Regions from separate parts of the Mus musculus genome. Here region 1 is linked to region 2. A link is a contact called in public Hi-C data. All regions are on one chromosome and are shown on one strand. The core of a region is the stretch at or near the end of the contact, and the rest is flanking DNA. Distances in the headings are between cores, read along the strand shown. Region 1 overlaps Marchf11 (membrane associated ring-CH-type finger 11). Region 2 overlaps Zfp622 (zinc finger protein 622).

What was found. Hi-C and Micro-C count contacts between places; a contact is called where the count stands out from the background.
Region 1: a Hi-C map of the N1E-115 cell line shows a contact between it and region 2, with 4 times the contacts expected there. The contact joins two enhancer-like sites. A contact is called at or near these places in 5 of 484 Hi-C or Micro-C datasets (the C2C12 cell line, the N1E-115 cell line, cortical neurons and 1 more), 5 of 115 datasets of contacts at active chromatin or transcription factors (the 230-238 cell line, embryonic basal ganglia, embryonic forebrain and 2 more) and 1 of 9 other capture datasets (adipose tissue).

Annotation. Positions count from the first base shown.
Region 1 is chr15:26,370,939-26,375,798 of GRCm38.p6, forward strand. The region is part of intron 2 of Marchf11 (membrane associated ring-CH-type finger 11); the gene reads left to right. Among named protein-coding and RNA genes, the nearest start is that of Marchf11, 64 kb to the left of the region's middle. Within about 2 kb of position 3,558, at least 34 of the 459 cell types and tissues checked have an H3K27ac peak or open chromatin away from gene starts, as enhancers often do. A contact at or near this core is called in the N1E-115 cell line, where this site is marked.
Region 2 is chr15:25,992,670-25,997,517 of GRCm38.p6, forward strand. Zfp622 (zinc finger protein 622) reads left to right here. Exons shown (of 6, transcript NM_144523.3): 5 at 3,437-3,580; 6 at 4,498-4,848. The coding sequence ends at 4,625. Among named protein-coding and RNA genes, the nearest start is that of Zfp622, 11 kb to the left of the region's middle. Within about 2 kb of position 3,237, at least 1 of the 459 cell types and tissues checked has an H3K27ac peak or open chromatin away from gene starts, as enhancers often do. A contact at or near this core is called in the N1E-115 cell line, where this site is marked.

The DNA.
Region 1 (4,860 bases), core at 2,308-4,807, 380 kb after region 2:
TGGGGTCTCTTACCCTTGGTACTCTTGAGGAATGGTTTTGCTGAGAGGTCTGTCTGGTGTCACAAGATGTTTGACAGTCTTCGTTGATGGTGGTAGCATCGTTTCCAGAAATGTCAACCAAAGGCAACTGTTGGACAGACATGGTCTGTAGGGTAGAGCAGAGCAATACGTGCTCATCTGAGGTGGGGGGAGGTAAGGAGACACAGTGACTTTGGAGATCCTTTCATGCTGTCAAAGTCGGGTCCGTATGGAAAGCACACGAGACAAAACTAAACTTCCATCCCTGGGCGAGTGCGCCTAAGTTCTGATGTTACTCTGTGTCAGGGTACAAAGTCACAGCTCTCAGCACTGATAAGCTATTGTCCCTGGTCAAAGAGTTTATGATGCTATGGGGGTGGGAAGAATCAGGTACGAGGATGGATAATTGTGTCACAATGGCAATCACAAGGAGATACTTCATCCTGCTGCTGCATGGAAACCCATCATCTTGTTGACTGTACCATTGACTGTTGCAGTGGCTCCTTTGGAGTCCTGTAGACTCAGGTGTGTTTTAAAAGGGGCATTGCAGAGCCAACCCACCCACCTACCACCTCCCACTACCACCACCCACCTACCACCATCCACTACCATCAGCCACTACCACAACCCTCTACCACCTTACCCTTTGTGATGTTTAGGCTGTTGCTGCATTGATGGCCTCAGCTCAGACTTTATGTCTTTAGATTCTTCCTGCTATTTACAGCAAGACTTTCCTCCACCAGGAAGCTGTACTGGGCTGGATTGGGCAGGACAACATCCTTTCTCCTAGTCTGTGACTCTAGGACCTGATGCATGATTTCATCCCATTTCTCATCCAGTGGTCATATTGCTCACATGCATTGTGGTATATTTAAAATTGGATGTTAACATTAGATTATTGGACTAAAGGAGTTATTTGAATATTTCTATAGATGTGCATGAAGAAAAACTCAAAGTTCTTAGCAAAGGCAAGAAGGGGAAGATCAAGTTAAAAGAAAAAAGCTGAGAAGTGTTTATACCTTCTGAGGAATGTTTTTATTCTTTGCTAATGTATTCCTTCTGTCCTAGTTGGGGTTTCTATTGCTGCAGTGAAACACCATGACCAAAAAGCAAGTTGGGGAGGATAGGGTTTACTTAGCTCACACTTCCACATTGCTGTTCATCACCAAAGGAAGTCAGAGGAGGAACCTGGAAGCAGGAGTTGCTGCAGAGGCAATGAAGGGATACTGCTTAGTAGCTTATTCTTCCTGGCTTGCTCAGCCTGCCTTCTTATATAACTCAGGGCCACTCACATTGGGCTGGACCCTCCCCCTTGATCACTAACTGAGAAAATGCCTTACAGCTGAATCTCATGGAGGCATTTCCTCAACTGAGTTCCTTCCTCGCTAATGACTCTAGATTGTGTCAAGTTAACAAAAAACTATCCATTACACCTTCTAATGTGTTAAAACTCTATGTCACACTTACTTCCCTGTGTTTATGTGTCTCAGGATTACTGATCTCTTAGCTGGTAGCAATCACTGGCCTCAGACCTTCACCCTCACTGTATGGTCAGAAGTTCTGTCTGGTAGTCTAGGCGTCTCGCCGCAGCATCCTATACTGTTACAGAGCTCTCAGATTAATGGATTCCCCAGTTATCCTGTGAGTGAGTAGTATAGTATTTAAACAAGAGGAAGATGCCCTTAAGGAAAAGGTTTTTTTGTTTGTTTTTTTACTGATTCCTAGAGAACTTTTACTGGAGGGCCAGTGGGGGGGGGGGAACTGAAGAATCCTGAAAAGGCATTTATCTACTGTGTTTAAGTGTTGCCCAAGGGAAGGATAAAATAAACTCCCATCTTCTTCCCTCCTTACAGGGGAGCAATAAGTTGCCTTTTTGCACATGGGCGGTTTCAGTGTTTGTGTCAGTGAATGGGGCTTCTTTGGGTTCAACTAAGAGTCATATGATATCAGGAAATGGCGTGTGGATTGTAATCTAACTGGAAGCTGGATAGTGTGGGCGTCATCAGGCACAGCAGTGATCACTCTTTACCAGATGTTATCTAGAAATGGGGCTCAGGAGGTTCCTTTTCTCAGAGAAGGTATAATGTAGAACCAAAAGTATAACTAAATGTAACCTACTGTGTGTGTGCGCACATGCATGTGTGTGTGTGTGTGTGTGTGTGTGTGTGGAGAGGGAGAGAGAGAGAGAGAGAGAGAGAGAGAGAGATTTTACTTAGCCTTTACTACAACCATATGAAATGTGTTGCTATTTGGTTTTATGTTTTTTCCCCCTTTGTGGTGTGAGAATTGAACTCTAGGTTTTGTTTATGTTAGGAAAGAGCTCTATCATTGAACCACACCCAAGCCTCTACTGTTATTCCATTTTAATGGTGAACAAAATAAGGCCTTTCTTTCCTGAACTCATACAGCAAGAGGGACCTTAGAATCCAAGCTGACCCATAGTGTGAACATGGTAAGACAGAGAGAATCAGAATGCACCGTGCTTAGGCCAATGGTTCTTTTCTTTAGTTTCTGACAGGAGACTAAGTGTGCTTCAAATATTTTGCAGTAGAACGTAGCACACACCAACTAAGTATATAAATGTTGAAGATTCCACTTGTTTTTCTGTTTTATGGACTAGGTTTATTTCAGACTCTGAAACTTAGTTTCATCAGACTTAACTCACATACCATATGTGAGTTTGCATGGGTCCATTGCCTCCATTTGCATGGGTCTCAGTCATGTAGAGGCTTACCCAGCTAGTATCTATTTTAAAGCACTTCTATCATCCATGAAGCACCTCTACTGTTTTTAAGAGTATTGTTTGTTTTGTTTTTATTGTTACAGAATTGGTAAGGCATAGGTAAAAGAAGATGAGGGAAAATCAGATTAAATAGTGAATCAGTAAATTCCTTGGCACTGAGGAAACTGGGAAACAGAACTGGGATCTCCTATAAAGACAAAGAAGCGTTGGCCGGGGGAGAATGAGAAGCTGTGCAGCTCAAATGAATTGGTGGGATGCCAAGCTCTGTACTGACCCTCAGTGTATTCCTAGCATAGTGGAAAGAAGAGCTGACCTGATGCTTCGATCTCTAAGCAACCTTCTTCATCTTGTATTTCGAGGTCTGAAAAGTTTGTGTGTCTGTGTCCAGCACAGTGGCTTTTATGTGCCTTGATCTAAAGAATTTGTTTCCAGAGATCTGTGCCTCTATCGCATGACAAATACCACGAAGATCCTCAGCACAGTGCAGCTTCCGCTCGCCCAGACCCTCCCCAGGTAGCTTCAGCCTATTTTAGGGAAGTCAAGAGTTGTTAACTGCTGTGCCTTCCAAATGCCAGGAAAATTACCTTGGTTACAGTTGGACAGTCTTTGTTTGGGATAGACACAAGGATTTTTTTTTCTGCCATGTGCTGTTGTTCATATGTATCCCTTCCCCAAGAGGAGTAGGGAAACGATTGCCACTCCATAGAGCCACGTGACAGAATAGCACATGGGCTGGGATGCTGCATTTTTGCTCATCTTTGGAAAACAGAAACAGCTAAGCAGGAAACCATCTCTGAGTCATCCTACCACACCCAGAGCCCTCTTTCTTGTACTTATGTTATGGTCAGAGCTTTGTGGTAGAGTCTGGCTCTCTAATTGATAGTGGAAACCTCCTGGCACTTGCCCAGTCTTACCTTCAGACAAGAAAAATCATATTGTTTCCCCAGCAATGTCTTCTTTCCACATGCTTCTCCCTTTCTCACAAGTCTACAGCAACGTCTTCACCTAACTGTCTTTTATTCATCCTGCTAAGCTTGATTGAGGGTTCCTTGACCTGTAAGCTTCTCCTGATGGCCCCAGCGAGTGAAGTGGATCTGCCCACTAATCATCATAGTCATCGTTTCCACAAGTATACCTCGACCTCCTAAGAATAGGAATGTTTCACGCAGTTGGTGATTTCTACACCCATCACACATGCCAAGCATCCAATAAATATACATGGAATGGATGGATATTTTTTTTGTGCCGGGGTGTGTATGTGAAAACTCTATGTGTACTTTTACGTTGATGGAGTCATTACACAGTGTGACTTCTCAAACCTAGAACGGAAGCAAAGTCCTGTTCCAGGTAGTAGATGCTATAGGATCAGCATTCAGCTTCAAGGCCTGTGTTTCTCCTCTGTGACTCACCCTCTTCATGCTCTTCAGACTCAAGGACTCTATTTAGGGCCTCAAAGTAAATAGCTTCATTAGTCAGGAGCATTTGCAGAGGAGATCATGTGACAAAACAGGAAACTTCAGAGACTCTGGGGCCTGACTCACTCTTTTCCTCCCTCCCTCCCTCCCTCCCTCCCTCCCTCCCTCCCTCCCTCTCTCCCTTCCTCTCTCTCTCTTTCCTTCCCCTTACCCCCTCCACTTCCCCTCCCCTCCCCTCTCCCCCTCTCCCCCCCCTTCCCCCATTTTCCTCTCCACTTCTCCTCTGGGAAGGAGGAAGCACCCTACAGGTATCACCCTACCCTGGCATACCAAGTCTCTGCAAAACTAGGTGCATCCTCTCCCACTGAGGCCAGATAAGGCAACCCAGTTAGTAGAATGAGATCCACAAACAGAAAACAGACTCAGGGACAACCTTCACTCCAGTTGTTGGGGGACCTGCATGAAGACCAAGCTGAATATTTGCTACATATATGCAGGGGACCTAGGTCTAGCCCATACTAGTATTTTGGTTGGTGGTTCAAGTCTCTGGGAGCCCCCAAGGGTCCAGGATAGTTGATTCTCTTGGTTTTCCTGTGATGTTCCTATCCTCTTTGGGTCCCTCAATTCTTCCCTCAACTCTTCCACAAGACTCTCAGAGCTCCATCAGAGCACATGTTTGGCTGT
Region 2 (4,848 bases), core at 1,987-4,486:
TCCTAGAATACTGGTGATTCACTATGCTCTTGTAATCATTGTCTTGCTTGTTTGTCTTCCCTCATTTCCTTTTAAAAACATGTAAGTATTTTAAGTAAATGCATATTAATTTTACCTATTTATAAGATACAGTGTGGCATTTCGGTACATGTATATAATATATAATGATTCTGCCAAGGTGACTAGTATATTTATCCTTGCTATATTATTCTTTATGTTGGTAACACTAAACTTCTCTCTGTTGACACTTTTGAAATAGTTGTCCTCCATCATCATTAAGGTATATACATACAGTGCTATAAAACAGTAGAAGTGGCTCCTCCTCCCCAAGCTCCCATTACAGTTGAGAGCAGACTGTCCTGTCTCATTTCATCGTAGTACTGGGTCTCAGATACTTAAAAACCGGATAAATATTTGTTGACTGCTATGGTGGCAGTGACTTTCAAAGGGAAGGCAAACTTACTTGAGTCTTCGGTCTGTAGTAATAAAGGAAAAGTGAGCAGAGGAGGCGGGCAGGAAGTAAGAACTGTACTTGATCTTCTCCTGGGCCTCATTACACATTTGTCACAACTCAGGAAGTAGAAATCTCTGAACAAACCTTGTATAAAAATGTAGTGGCAGCGTGTGGATCCACTAATAGTTTTTTGAGTAAATGACCTCTGAAATTTCTGGGTAAGCTCAATTTGTGTGCCAGCATTAGCATAGCTGTTAGTGTAAAACCAATTTTGGAAGAATCACACACCTAAGAGTTTGCTCTAAACTGGTTTCAAAAGCATCAGTTGTGGTACCTTAAGTGTAGATAATACTCATATTGTGTCATAGTCAAATCAGCAGCTCTACGGTTCCAGAAACAGTGAAGAAAATAACCAGTAGAGGGCGCTCGGAGCATTTCTTTGGAAGACTGGCTTGGGTCAGTTCCTTTGCACTTCCTTCATTCTTCAGTTCATATGGTGGAAATTGGTGTGAAATACACATTGATTTATCTGCCAGCTGGCCAGATGAAGCTGATGTTGTATCTATGAGAAATACACAGTTCATCTTAGAAAGTGAGGTTTGGAGATACTCTCGTATTTGCTATCAGTTGCATTGGGTGTTCCACGGGAATGGACAGTTTGATCAACAGTTACATGATGAAAGGTAGATTGACAGGCACCTCCTAAGTCAGACATAACTTGTTACTGGACAGTCACAGCCTTCTTAAGCTAATCTGTCCTTCCCAAGGCCTTCAGCTTGAGCTGCTCTCGCACCATATATGGTGTTAATGCCAGGTTCTCATTGTTAACTGACAGCAAGAATAGCCCACTTCTCTTCTACCAGCTCTCAGAAGCTGTAAGATACTCTTCCAAATGGTGCTTACAAATATACATGTTGACTTACTGTTTACTAATTACTAACTTCATCATTTCCTCATTTAGGGATAATCATCCTTGCAGATCTGTACCACCCTGGCCTACCATTGTAATTTGAAATCCCAGTAAATCTTGAGGTTTGCTGATAGGACCTTCACTTAGATATGTGTCTTTTCCCTATTAGATTTATCTCACATGGATGTTCAGAGATCATGTTTCCCTGAGTTGAACCACAGGTACAAACCAAGGTCTTGCCATGAAAATGTCCAACACATCAAATAGCTGGTTCTAGAGAGATACCTTTTATCTATCCATACTGGTATCCAAAGACCACAAGATTAAATTGGAAGTTTCTTTTTGTCAAGACCTGAGTCTGATCACAAAACATCACATTTGGGTGACAAGGAAATACTTTCCAAGCATACAGGAGCTCATAAATAACTTGACACTCTTTTCCATGTCAGTTACAGGCGTAGATGTTAAAAGCAAATATAGCCTTCTACAGCTTATGTGATAAACTATTCATATTTGCTTATTTGTCAATTGTTTTATTTACATAAGTTGAAAACTACTCTGGGTACTATACCCAGGGTTTTACCCTTATGTGTTTCTATTTGGAAAGGTATTTGATTGCTTATATCTTAATTAATATTCATCTAAAAAACATAGCCTGCTTTTATTAGTAAACCCACAGGTGATGTTGATGCCACTGGCCTAGGGACCAATCTCTTAGGATAGTATGGGAGAATTACCTTTTGAAAACCATTTTTCTGGTGGAGCCTAGAATTAGCCATCCCAGACAGAGCTTAACATATTTATTAGTTTCCCTGCTCAGAAGTCAAGCCATATGATTTGGTTACTTCTCTATAAATGGCCAGAAAGCAATGATTTTGTGTACCATTCTGTCTTTGTGTACCATTCTGTCTCTAGTAATTGTTTAGATCTGCTTTGTAGCTCAAAAGTCAGTAGAGATGTAGGTGAGTGTGGCTGTGTTCCATTAAAATTTACAGACTAGTGGAGTGGATTTCAGACCTCTAACAGACAGACTTATACTTATAGGAACCTCAAATTGTTCATCTAGTAAATAACTTTACTTATGGGTTTTATTAGTGTAATTAGAGAAGTTGCAGACTTTACATTGCCCCTTAGTTTTCGTAATTTGAAATGTATATTCTCTTTTCTTTGTTTTGAAATTGTATTTACTATGGTTGTGAGTGGGTGGCGGGTATTTGTGTGCATATGCCATAGTACATATGGGAAGGCTAGAGGTAACTCTGTGGGCTTGATTCTCTATCCACCTTAATGTGCTTTCTGGGAATTGAACTCAGATTGCCAGGTCAGCACAGCTTACCCAGCTCTCTGGCCCTCTTTCCTTTTTGCTTAGTGTATTGCACTATTAATGGTAAGCCTGTGCATTGGTGTATACAACCATATTCGTAATGACATCAACATATATTGGAAATTAAAGTTAAGAATTCATTTCTCAAAGTTTTTTTGTTTCACTTGATTTCTGCAAATAACCACAGGTTTAAAGAGAATTTAGCTTAATCTTTTTGAGATATCACGTGGTTTTTCATCATTTAGGAAGGAGTGTATCAGCTTTGTCAATGTAGCTAAATAATACTTTGATGTTGTTAATCTGCCTGTGCATTTTAATATGTGCAGTAGCATCTCTGTCCTTCAGCCACTAGATGCCAGTATTACTCCATTTGTAACAATAAAGACATCTACAGTAGGTATCAGATTTCCCTGTGTGGTAAAATTTACTCCTGTTGGAAGACGACTGGAAGAGAAAACTGAACCAGAAAAAAGATGGTTTCATTTTTGTTCTGGTTCAGTTTTCCCAATATGGCTTGTAGACCTGATGTCAGAGTTATTCCCTGCTTCATCTTCTTTCTCTTGGGGCTTTTTAGCCTTTATATATTTTCCTAATATTGGTCTGTTTTTCCTGTAGTGTATTCCTGCTTATTTCTGTTTTCCTACTAGGATTCCTAAGGCTTGGTGCCATTCAAGATCTTTTGGGAAGCCTTTGGTTTATAACTCTGACTTGAAAGACCAGTGTTTAAATATTGCTCTTCTCAAAACAGGTGCCAGAGTGGGTCATCGCTCCTTGATGAGATACTACAAACAGCGATTTGGCTTGCCAAGAGCTGTGACAGTTGCTAGGAATCAAAAGGCTGTGGGCAGAGTTCTCCAGCAATACCGAGCCCTGGGGTGGATGGGCAGCACAGGTACACCATTCTTATATGCATGGATTTCGTGGGCGCTTGGGTGACAGGTTATCATTCGTGCTGTCCGTCTGACTCCTTTCCAGGGGAAGCTTGAGTCTTACTTCTGGGACTCCCATTATCTCAGGATACTTAGAACACTTAAGTCCAAGACTCCATGACTTAAAAAATTAATATTCCTGGTCTAGTAACTTAGTATGCATCATGAACCTTTCCAGAAGATAATATCTATAAAAAATCTTATAAATTACATGCAGAAATTATCTGGAGATAACTCAGAAATTAAATAGTACCTTAGTGGAGCTGTGGCGCCTAACATGGCATATGTAGTTTCACATTCTAATCTCACGTCATGAACATTATTAAATTTCACTTCTGCTTGCTCATTTGTGCAAGGGAAATGATTAAGAGGACCCACCTTAGAGTTGAGAGGCTTGTCTGACACAATGCATGTGTGAGGTAGTGCACTTACTACAGGTAGCCCAGCCCCCTTTGGCAGTTTTTCCCAATAGAAGTAGATTGCAATGAGTAAATCTGACAGCTGAAGTTATTAAGCTTTGAAACTACAATGTGCTGTTATTTAACTCTCATAGTGTGCTGTGCAAAACTGTCTTCTCTGCTCTTCTGGGAAATAAAGTCCAAATGGAGGTAGTGAAGATAATTTGCTCCTTTCTGATGTCCCAGAAAGCCTAGAGCCTAAAAACGTAGCAAACATCACTGTTTACAAAGTTCTGATATGCACAGTTCTTAGATGCACGTAGATCTCTGAGCCCCATTGCTTGGAATCCCCACATTAGATTCTGTCTTTAAATATCAGAACCCACTTATCCTAAGCCAACTTTGGGAATTCTAAGATTTGACTTCCTCTGTTAGTAAATAAGAGATCAGAGCCTCATTGCTTACCATCCTCCCAACCACAGGAGCAGCTCTCATGCGTGAACGGGACATGCAATATGTGCAGAGGATGAAATCAAAATGGATGCTGAAGATAGGAATGAAGAACAACGCCACCAAGCAGATGCACTTCAGGGCCCAAGTGAGGTTCTGAGAGGCTGAAACAGATGCATCTCCCGCTGCACTTCCCTCCTTGTCTGAGGACAGGGAAGCCAGATTGCCGAATGGTTCCTTTGCTGCTACTTCATTTGTTCTGATCTAATAAAGTCAAAATCATGGTTGTCTTCAATGTCGTATTTGAGCAGTGTTTAAAGCTTTCAAGTGGGGACGGATGTGAAGCTTGGGCTTGCTTGTTGGGCTCCAGGACCTGCATGACC